Linked DNA regions of Zea mays: all the other regions are linked to region 2. The links are chromatin contacts, called in public Hi-C maps. All regions are on one chromosome and are shown on one strand. The core of a region is the stretch at or near the end of the contact, and the rest is flanking DNA. Distances in the headings are between cores, read along the strand shown. Region 1 overlaps LOC100284269 (dihydrolipoyllysine-residue succinyltransferase component of 2-oxoglutarate dehydrogenase complex). Region 2 has its middle 110 kb from the start of LOC100282506. Region 3 holds the start of LOC100281460 (serine/threonine-protein kinase NAK).

The links. Hi-C and Micro-C count contacts between places; a contact is called where the count stands out from the background.
Region 1: a Hi-C map of bundle sheath shows a contact between it and region 2, with 3 times the contacts expected there. The contact joins two enhancer-like sites. A contact is called at or near these places in 2 of 25 Hi-C or Micro-C datasets (bundle sheath and ear).
Region 3: a Hi-C map of leaf shows a contact between it and region 2, with 4 times the contacts expected there. The contact joins the promoter of LOC100281460 here to the enhancer-like site in region 2. A contact is called at or near these places in 6 of 25 Hi-C or Micro-C datasets (ear, endosperm, leaf and 2 more).

The regions. Positions count from the first base shown.
Region 1 is chr2:68,904,275-68,907,625 of Zm-B73-REFERENCE-NAM-5.0, forward strand. It overlaps LOC100284269 (dihydrolipoyllysine-residue succinyltransferase component of 2-oxoglutarate dehydrogenase complex), which reads right to left. Exons shown (of 13, transcript NM_001157164.2): 12 at 3,112-3,306; 13 at 2,422-3,024. The coding sequence ends at 2,833. Among protein-coding and RNA genes, the nearest start is that of LOC100284269, 19 kb to the right of the region's middle. Within about 2 kb of position 1,972, at least 16 of the 20 cell types and tissues checked have an H3K27ac peak or open chromatin away from gene starts, as enhancers often do. A contact at or near this core is called in bundle sheath and ear, where this site is marked.
Region 2 is chr2:69,699,930-69,703,315 of Zm-B73-REFERENCE-NAM-5.0, forward strand. No RefSeq gene overlaps it. Among protein-coding and RNA genes, the nearest start is that of LOC100282506, 110 kb to the right of the region's middle. Within about 2 kb of position 1,797, at least 18 of the 20 cell types and tissues checked have an H3K27ac peak or open chromatin away from gene starts, as enhancers often do. A contact at or near this core is called in bundle sheath, ear, endosperm and 3 more, where this site is marked.
Region 3 is chr2:69,031,816-69,035,719 of Zm-B73-REFERENCE-NAM-5.0, forward strand. It overlaps LOC100281460 (serine/threonine-protein kinase NAK), which reads right to left and starts at 1,961. Exons shown (of 5, transcript NM_001154378.3): 1 at 1,393-1,961; 2 at 784-986; 3 at 204-393. The coding sequence starts at 1,588.

The DNA of each region.
Region 1 (3,351 bases), core at 722-3,221, 800 kb before region 2:
TTGTGCCTAATGCCTTGTCCAGAATGGGTCATCTAATGGTTTTAACTACCATTAGTGAAGTTCAACCCTTGTGTATCTAAGAAGTTTTAAATTCCTATTATACTGACCCTGAGGCACAATAGTTAATAGCCCAACTGAGTGTTCAGAGCCCTGATGACAAACGATACCAGTTGTGCAAAGGTTTGATTCGCAAAGGCAGTCTGATCTAGATTAGTAACAACTCTGCACTCAAAACTAAAATAGTAGCCGCTCTACATGACAGTGCTTTGGGGGGGCATTCTGGTGTCCAGGCTACTTACCAACGAGTGAAGAAGCTATTTCACTAGAAAGTCAAGGAGGTGGATGTGGAGGACTATGTGAAACAATGTGCAACTTGTCAACAAGCTAAGGGTGAGAGGGTGCATCCTCCAAGCTTACTTCAACCTCTACCAGTACCTCAGGGTGCTTGGCAGGATATCACCTTGGATTTTATTGAGAAGCATCCAATATCAGAAGGGTATGACACTATTTTGGTTATGGTAGACCTTTTTACTAAGTATGCACATTTTGTGGCTCTTAAACACCCCTTTACAGCAGTCCAAGTGGCTCAGGTCATGTTGGATCAGGTGGTAAGACTGCATGAGATGCTCGTGAGTGATCGGGACAAGGTGTTTACAAGTATTTTTGGACACATCTGTTCAAACTCATGGGAACTAAGCTCAATTTAAGCACCGCATATCATCCTCAGTCTGATGGACAAAGCGAGCATGTTAATCAGTGCCTGGAAATGTACCTTCGTTGTGATGTGCATGCTCAACCCAAGAAATGGAAATCCTGGCTTCCTGTGGCCGAATTCTGGTATAACACTTCGTATCACACCACTCTGGGTTGTTCTCCATTCAAAGCCTATATGGTTATGAGCTCATGTGGTGTCATCTAAGACTGACAAAGATGTGGCCGAGTTGATAACTGCCTTTTCTTCACTTCTACGAGAATAGTTGGCTGCCGCTTGCAACCGAATGAAGCTGTAGGTAGACAGGTTCAGGACTGAACGTCAGTTTCAAATGGGTGAGCTTGTACTCCTCAAACTGCAACCGTATGCTCAGCACTCGGTGGTCAATCGTCCTTGCCCGAAGTTGGCCTTTAAGTTTTTTGGGCCATACAAATATCTGGAGAGAATTGGCGAAGTTGCTTATCCCTTGGAGTTGCCACCATCAGCACAAGTTCATCTAATTTTCCACGTGTCACAGCTGAAGTCATTTACATCCAATTATACTCATGTTTTCTCCACCCTACCTAGGTACAATGAGCTCGCTCAGCATGATGTGGTGCCTGAAGAAATTTTGGAGCGTCGGTTGGTCAAGAAAGGAGGTCATGCTATCCCACAAGTCCTCATCCGTTGGAGCAATATTCCTCGTGAGTCGGCTACTTGTCGAAGATCCCTCATTCCATTGCTTGGGGACAAGCAAGTGCTCGGGAGGGGGCAGATGTCACGCCCGGGATCCAGGGTGACGTGTAGGGAGAGGGCTCAGGCGCAGGGGAACCTGAAGAACCGAATGGAGAACTCTAAGGCTATCCGCAGTCGCTACTGCAAACAGGAACTGTAAATTTTTACAGCTCTCACAAACGATGCAGCGGTAGACTGCAACAGGAACTGTAAATTTTTACGGCTCTCAGGAACTTCACAGCTAGCGCACCTTCTGCGGTGGACTGAATAATCTCCCTCCTCTTTCTATTGGCTGCTAGTTGGATGTGGAAAGGAAAGAGGTGAAAATAAATAATAGAATATATGGTATATGGTATAAGGTAGATATTTAGAGTGAATATGACCGCGGAGTATTATGGGATAGGGTAGAGAATCTCGCTGAACAGGATGAAATATTCCTTTTAGAGTAGAAATTTAGGGTTCTATGAGTGCGGATAGCCTAAAGCGGTGTCAGACCGAAAACAGTGCTCAGATGTGGCTGTATGGATTGGGTTGTAATGTGTGGGCCATGTGTGCCTGTCGAGTTGGGCCATGTGTGGGTCGCGGCGTGAGATGGGTTAAATACTGTAAACACTTGGTGGTTTGGTTGTCGAATAAACAGAACACATACCTTGACGTTGTCCCTCACGGCGACGGCGATCACGAGCGCTCACGTCCCGGCGAACTCATCGGCGGCCATGGGCATAACAGAGCGAAATCATAGGATGTACATATGCAATGGCGATACAGATCGGTTGTTTGGTTCAAATCGTGCCCACGACGAAGAAAACAGCGACAAATGCAGTTCAGCAGTCACGCGGGGAGCAAAGGGAGGGGTCATAGGATGTACCGTTGCAATGGCGATAAAGCTTATCCAACGAAGGAAACGGTGACGAATGCGGTTCGGCGACCGCACAGGGAGCGAAAGAAGGGGCAGACAACGGATTATTGCGGGTTTATTTAAGCAAATTTGAAGACTGTTTTTATAAAATTGTGACCGTGGAACTGTTGAACCATGAAAACTTATGCTTTATAATAGTAGAGATGTAATGCAGCCCAACTCTTTTGAGTCGCAGACTGGCCAGCTGGAGGCGAAATTGTGAACCAACAAACAAAAATGCAGCAGCTTCTATTGCTCTTGCATGGCAAATAAAATTACTGGGAACTGCATCCCGAAATGGAGCATCTTATACCCGAAAATGAAACATGACCTCACATTGAGTTGAGTTTGCTGCTCTCTTCTACGATTATAGAGAAAAACCTCACTGTATCCTCAGCTCAGAATTCGTCTTTCCGAGGAAGCAATTCTTTTTCATCAGTCAAAAATTTGCATGGTATTATTTCCAGAAAGCACAAAACAGTCGGCGGGAAAGCACTGGTAAGTAACTTTATATGTCAAGCAGCAACCTCCTGGGGTCCTCAACGACATCCTTGATGCGACGGAGGAAGAATACAGCCTCTCTGCCATCGATCAGCCTGTGGTCATATGTCAGCGCAAGGAACATCATTGGCCTTGCGAGAATGTCACCATTCACAACCACAGGGCGTTGCACAATGGAATGCATCCCCAGAATTGACGACTGCATTTCACATAGATCATGTTTCAGATCAATATAAACATCTGCATGCTACAAATGTGTTGCAACTGATAAATGTTTAGTAGCTACCTGTGGGGGGTTGATGATAGGTGTGCTGAGGAGGCTTCCATAGACACCACCATTGGAGATAGTGAATGTTCCTCCTGCCATGTCATCAATCGAGAGCGCCCCCTCATTTGCCTTCTTTGCAAGGTTGTTTATCCCTTTCTCAATGTCAGCAAAGTTCATGGTATCAGCATCTCGGATAACAGGCACCACAAGGCCCTGGAGAAGTTTCAGTCAGTGATATACATAGTAAATACACCATCC
Region 2 (3,386 bases), core at 547-3,046:
AGCTTTCCTAGTTAGTCAGCCAAGGGCGTCCCATTCCACCCTTGTGGTGGCATGTGTTTCTCAAGTTAAGCTCCATGTTCCAATTAAAATAATGATCTTGACATAAATAATAAATAAAATAACAGTATAATTGGAACATGGACAAAATGTAATATTAAACCCAAAACCATATAGAGCAATAGCAAAACTACCCAAATAGTTCAGAGGTAAACAAGGTAACAAGATAACCAAACTAGGGTGATCTATTGGGTCCCAGCAAAATTAAGCCTATGCATGAATAAGTGATAATAAAGAATATTATTGGGTAATAAAAGTGGTCAAGGGCACAACTTGCCTGGGAGTTGAGATACCAACTTGATCTTCAGGTGACACGTAACCTCGCGCTAGTCATAGCAATACAAACAAACAGGGTATAGGTAAAATTAACATCACACCAAACACAAGAAGAAACCGCATAATAATACTCTATGCGTTGCTACGAGGTCGTGGGATCGAGAACCGCAAAGATCGGAGTTATGGTTACAGAGTTATGATTTATGGGAGATCTATGTGGTCCAAATATTAAACTATATTATAAATTGATTAGTATACACCATATGAGAGAATATTCTATGAATAATTAACTCAACCTTAATCTTAATTATAACTTGACTAAAGATCTTATGTTAATCAAATTATAATTATGGATAGGTTAGCTTTGGTTTAGAAAAGTTAATCTAGTAGACATAGGATAAATAAATATCTAACTATAAAATATGCAATATGGTATAATTAATATTTTTACTGCATAATAAATATTCACATGAAGCTAGCGCGACTTGAATGGACCAAATTTTTATACCCTAAAATTAGTCCAGGGGTGAATCTGCAAATATCCAATTAAACCCTATTTATTTTAATTATAATAAGGATGGCGGGTTTATTATAACCAAACAGAGGGGCTCTTCATAAAATTTGCCGCGTGAAGGGGTATGAAGTGAGCTCGGTCGTTGGATTAGATTCGGACAGCCAAAGATCTAATCAGAACTGGTAGACCCCGGTGGCCGTAATATCTGAGAGCAACGGCTGAGATCCTAAATAACAGAAATCGCCAGTCGCCCGATCGATCCAAAATCAACGGCTCACACAACACCACGAACCGGTAAGAGATCGATCTAATCGCCATGGTTGATACCTGATCCAACGGCTACGACGCGATCCCCTACCCATCTCTCCTTACCGCAGACCAAACACAGCGGCGCCGCCCGAAGGGCGCACCGGCGACAAGCCACCCATGAACCGATGCCCTAAGCTCTAATTCTACCGGTGCCACGCGACGAGGAGGACAAGGCAGACTCAGATGAGGACTACTTACCGATGGTTAGGCTGCAACATTCCTTTCCCACAGGGACATGCGATCCATGGTGGATCCCAACTTCTGATGAGGAATTGCGACAGCGCCAGAGGTCGTTCCAATCCCACGACGCAATGCCAAGCATCCAAACGGGCCAGTGATTAACCTTATCTCCCAGCCAACCAGCAACTCACAATCGATGGCGGCACGGAGCGACTTCCTCTGTGCTCTCCCCCATGGAGGCTCTCAGCTCTCACGATCGCGCGACGTTAGCGGGACGAGATGCAGAGGAGTATGGGGAGCTGACTTAAGTACCCGGGAGGATCATGTAGTGGCTCGGGAAAAAGGGGAAGAGGGTTGAGGGAGATGCGGAATTCACAGGCGGGAGATCGGCGAAGTCTGTTGGGAAGACGCTCCTCATGACTCGGCCCCACCGCATAGCGACCGGAAGACGACCCTGATGACCCGGCCCCACCAGTTAGCGGTTCAATGGGTCTAAGGGCATGTACAGTGGTGTTTAATGTGGTGGCTCTTAAGGTGTTTTAGGGGGTTATTTGCAAAAAAATCTTATAGCCGTCTCTCCGTGAAGAGACGCCTCTGGCTCGTAAACCAAGTAACAACAGACACCTCACTTCCCACTGTACGAATTTGTCGTCTGTTCTATCGATCTGATGCTATACAAATACATTTAATTCTGTATTTATTAACAGACTATATTTAGAGACACTCCATTGTACAATAGAGTCTCTTAGTTGTCTCCTGTGCTTGAGAACCGTTTTGGTGTCTCTCCACTGTACATGCCCTAAGGCAAGCGCGCAAGGGCGAGTTGGAGAGTGGGGAAAGAAGATCTACAGAGTTTGGGTGTTTGACTAACGAAGTGGTCCCACCTGGCAGTGCCTCCGAGAGGAGCCAACCCAAGTGCAGATGGTGGCCGGCCGAGGGGCCCAACACGTAAGCGAGGCGCACAGGTGAGTGGATCTGGGCAGAGGGACCCACAATGCAGCGGCACATGGAGGGGAAGCGCGCAGTGGGTGGCAGACACTAGGCCGAGCCAAGGATCCGAATTCGGCCCACGCGCTGGCATGCCCCATTGGGTTATCTTTTCTTTTTCTTTATTTCTATTTTCTTCGTTGTTTTCTAATTTAAATCTAAAAAATTCGAATTTCTATTATAAATTCAAATGCACATTTCAGAAACTTCCAGTAAAACATAATTGTTTAGTTTATTTATTTATGCTAAAATGTTTTCAGTTATGAAAACCACACCTTCTCCTTTTTCTTTTCTATTTAAATTCAAATTCAGATTTTTCTAATTTGGATTTAGATTCTAGCTTGGGGTTTCATGCCCAAAAGTTCCTGGTGCAATCAACTCTATATGATATGCAATGTTGATATTATTTTATTTATTATTCTATTTATCATTGCCTTTTAAATGTGTAATTCCCACATATTTATCTCAAGAACAATAGTTTTATATTTTATGATCTCCATAAAGAAAATGCCCTAACATATGTCTTAAAGTGATCATCAATACTACTATTTGTAATATTTTTATTTTATTTTTTCCTTCCTATTATTCAATTATGGAAGAAATCATTTTCTTTCTTTTTACTCAGTTTCTGTTTTCTATTTTCATTTATAATTTGAGGTTGAATAAAATGTATCCTAACATAATCTTAAGCATGGGATGCACATTCCTATTTGTTTATGGATTAATCGACTAATAATACTCCATTAATTGGCTATGAAGATAGAAGGGTCCAAATAAATTTCCCAAAGTTTCAAAAATCCTCAAATATATTTTATCATTTTTTTTCTTTGACCAATTTTGGGCTGTACACAAAAACTAAGCAACTTTTATATTTGGAGATTTCCATGTTTTGTGGAGCAATTTGGGGTAAAATGCAAAAAGAGCCAAGGGTACCTCTATACTTAACCCTGAAAATACAATGTTAACTGGCCGACTTCAAGCCCCTGTATATCTTGATCTAGGAGGAATTGATCATGGGTTACTACAACAAAATTGTAGAGTTACTATAGTAGTCCAAGTTTGA
Region 3 (3,904 bases), core at 711-3,210, 670 kb before region 2:
ATGGAAATATGCATTAATGCACATGGACAAAATGAAACACACTGGCAGAAAGGTGGGCGCAGACAGCATGGTAGATTGGCATGTGAAAGACAAGTAGTAGCATGCACTGAACAGCACAGTAGCAACAAGTAACCATAAACAGGAAACTTAACAGGCACTAATATGCAAAAAGACAAATATAGAAAAGAAACAAACAGTCTTACCATGCAAATGGTCCTCCAATGATCCAAGTGGCATGTACTCATACACGAGAAGGCGTTGATCTCCATCAGCACAATAACCAACCAAATTGACAAGGTTTTGATGATGCAGCAAACTAAGCATGAGAACTTCCACTAGAAATTCTTTGTTTCCTTGATTACCATCCCTATTCAGCTGTTTGATAGCAACAACCTGCAGTAGATTATTCATCATTTCAGTAAAATACTAATGCAGTGTCTCATCTTGCAGTTCAGGATTTCAAGTCATTGTATGCAAATCAAATGGCAAGCAAAACTTGTTAGTCTGTTTCATGTCATTCATCCTGTGAATTAAAAATGAAGGACCTACATAACAGTCCATAGTGTCCTAATTTATCAGGCCAGTACAAGTTGGATCAGCTATAGGTGAACACATATTTTTTTGTGCCTGTGGGCATCCACCACACATGTGCAAACACTGCTTTTTCTTGAATGTCCTAGAGAGATCAATGACGCCATTGGTACGACTGAGCCACTTTTGTACTAGTCCAACAGCATGAAACAAGAAAAGTCGAGGCCCCGTTTTGACAACAAAGCTCATTACCTGGCCCATGTCAAGGCGGCCCTTGTAAACGCGCCCAAACCCTCCCTCCCCAATGAAGCATTCATCTCTAAAGTTCTTCGTTGCGGCTGCAAGCTGGCGGAAGGTGAAGGTCTGAGCAGAGATGACATTGCCACTGGCGTCCCTGAGTACTGAAAGCTCCTTCTTCGAGCCAGCATTGCCTTTAGCTCGTGTCTTGTCGGCCCCTGCACATATGCATTGTCTACATGATCATGCAGATCAAGACAGTCATACCCCAGCAACTCAGCAAGCAAGCAAATATACTAATCATAATAGAAAACATATCCCGGTCTCTAATCAACGGATTATCATCACGTTTCTGAATTTGGAGATACAAGTCGATACCTTTCCCCCCTTCTAATAATACTGTAAAAAGATCTGAAGGAAACACAGAATCGTTCCTGTCATTTCCCTCAATCACATCAACATGCACAAGAATCAGCCGCTCCATTCGTACCAACCCAACCACCGCGAAGAGACTAACACGGAGCATCAAACCTCGGCCGGATCCGGTTCCGATCCCAACAACAAACCAAGCGGAAGGATCCCAGTTCTCAGGGAGAGACGGAGACGCGCATAAACAACACGCACCTGCGGGGCCCCTCTGAGCACGCGGCGGCGCCACCACGGCCTCTTCTACCCGGCCGCCTCCACCACCAGCTGCAGCGGACGAGGACGAGGACGCGGTCGCTCGCCCACCACCGCCATTGCCTCCGCCGGGGCCCTTGGATCCGTAGTACTTGAGCTCCTCCTCGCGCGTGGAGCCGAAGCACGGGAAGCAGCCCATCGCCGGTGCCCGGGGCGAGCTACCACCAGCAATCAATAGCTCACCGCGGCGCCGCAAGACGAACCCGCATTTCCGCACCGACAAGCGGCTGCGCTCCTGGTTGACGGGGTGGGGGAGGGCGGCACGGATCAGGGAGGCCGGGGGGAGGCGAACAAGTGGGGATTGGGAGGTGGAGGAGACGTGTGGGCGGTGGCGTCGGCTGCTTTGGGCAGCAGCAGCTGCTTATAGCAGAGCAGGCACGGCAGGATGCTCGGGCTCAAGGTCCAGGCTCCATGGGGTTGGTAGGACGGAAACGGGAAAGCGTGGGACGGAAACGGGAGGTTAGGAGAGACTTCACTGTCACTTTACAAGGATTTTCTGAAAATTATTCTGCGATCTAGGTTGCCCCTTTTGAAACAAATATCTGTGTCCAACAAGCACGTGTTATGTTTTTTTGCCTGTTATTTTCCATGGTAGATAGTAAACGTTCCTTAAGTTTAGCATTACAATATTGAATCTTATCATCCATTTAATATAGACATAGAAATTAAGGATTAAAACGATTATTATTTTCGAACAGATGGAGTAACTATTTATATGTGAATTAACAGAATACTAGCAATTGCACTGATGGTTTGAGGAATAAATTGTTGAGCAGCAACATGCAAATGGAGTACAGCCCATGTCCAAATCAGATGTCGGCTCTTTCACACGCGCTACTTTTTTTTTGTCTGAGGTGGCTGCAGAGTACTACTGATTTTGTATCGACTAATTATTTTAACCGTCCAGTTGACTTGAGATATTTGGTTTCTATAGACTAATTAGTCTCTTTATTTTATTCCATTTTAGTCATAAATTGTTAAATATAAAAACTAAAATATAGTTTTGATTTTCATATTTGTTAATTTAAGACTAAAATATAATAAAATAAAGAAATTAAAATTAGTTACTAGAAACCAAACACCTCTTTATATCTGCTCACTATAATAAGTGATTCTCCCTATTTAAATATATATATATATATATATATATATTAATATCTATTGTATTCTACATGTTTAGTCTATTTTATTTTTAACTAAAAATACGCAAACAGATTTGTGTATCTGGCGTGGTGAAGACCCCTGCGACCCATTCAATATCGACTACCTATTAATCCTTCCGCATAATTAGATATTAAAAATCGGTAATCACGTAGTAGTTATATAGGAAATTGAATCTCCCATATCATCCAGTCAAACCTAGGAGATCATACGTATCGTTACATTCCTTTTCTCACTCCCATCAATCGCGCGATTGCTCTTTTGATATAAATTATTCTCATTACACCTCGCCGTTCGCCTATTGTTTCGATCGGTACTGAAGTGCATAATAAAACTCCACCCTTAATCCGCCATAATCAGAAAATAAAGGGGGCTATTTGGTTGTATACATAAAGAGCATCTCTAAGGACTCTCATTTTTTGACTCTATTTAACTCTCCATCTCCATAAAAATTACATTTTGTATGTAGCATCTAATTACCTCATTCCATACTTATAAGTTGTTGAAATATTAGGCATTTTTTAGATTAAATTCCGAATATAAATCATGATCAACAATAAATAGTCTAGGTGTCTGTTCCACAACAAATAACCTAACAGCTTACCTAAGAGCATAATCATAAAAATGCAACATACCTCTACCATAACAGATGAACTGAAGTATAAGGTCAAATCAGATGATGTGTACTGGTCAGACATACTGGTAGACGACGCGGGCCGGAAGCAGCAGGGTCAACGACGTCGAAGCAGCGGGGCCGATGACGTCGAAGCAGCAGGGCCGATGACGTTGAAGCAGCAGAGTCGACGACAAGATCGCGAGCAGTCGTGTGAGGACGCTTCCCAAAAACCTTATTCGCCCTTTCCTTGTGCAGGATCTCGAAGGCGAAGGGTTCTATAGACCTGTTCTCCCGAACGCAGATGCACGTCGGCGGTCGGGATGAAGAGAACTACGATGGCGACGCAGTTGTGAGCAGAGGCGAAAACCTAACTTGTGTTGGGATAGGATTGACGCTGGCTGCCAGACGTCTAATGTAAGTTACTTAACAATGAAGGATATGAGTAGAAACAGATTCTCGGGTGAATCAAGATCCACCACCCGGAATAAAAGTCCTCATTACCTAACTTTCTATTACCCCAAATCTTCTCTACACTCACCTAATAGCTAAAACCCGATGTACCCTTGTTTTCTATGCCACACCTGCTAATGGCATGAAAATTGTAGGTGTATAAAAAATTATATATATTGGAAGTTCCACTTAAAAAAATACTAGAATTTCATAAAGATAAAGTTAGCT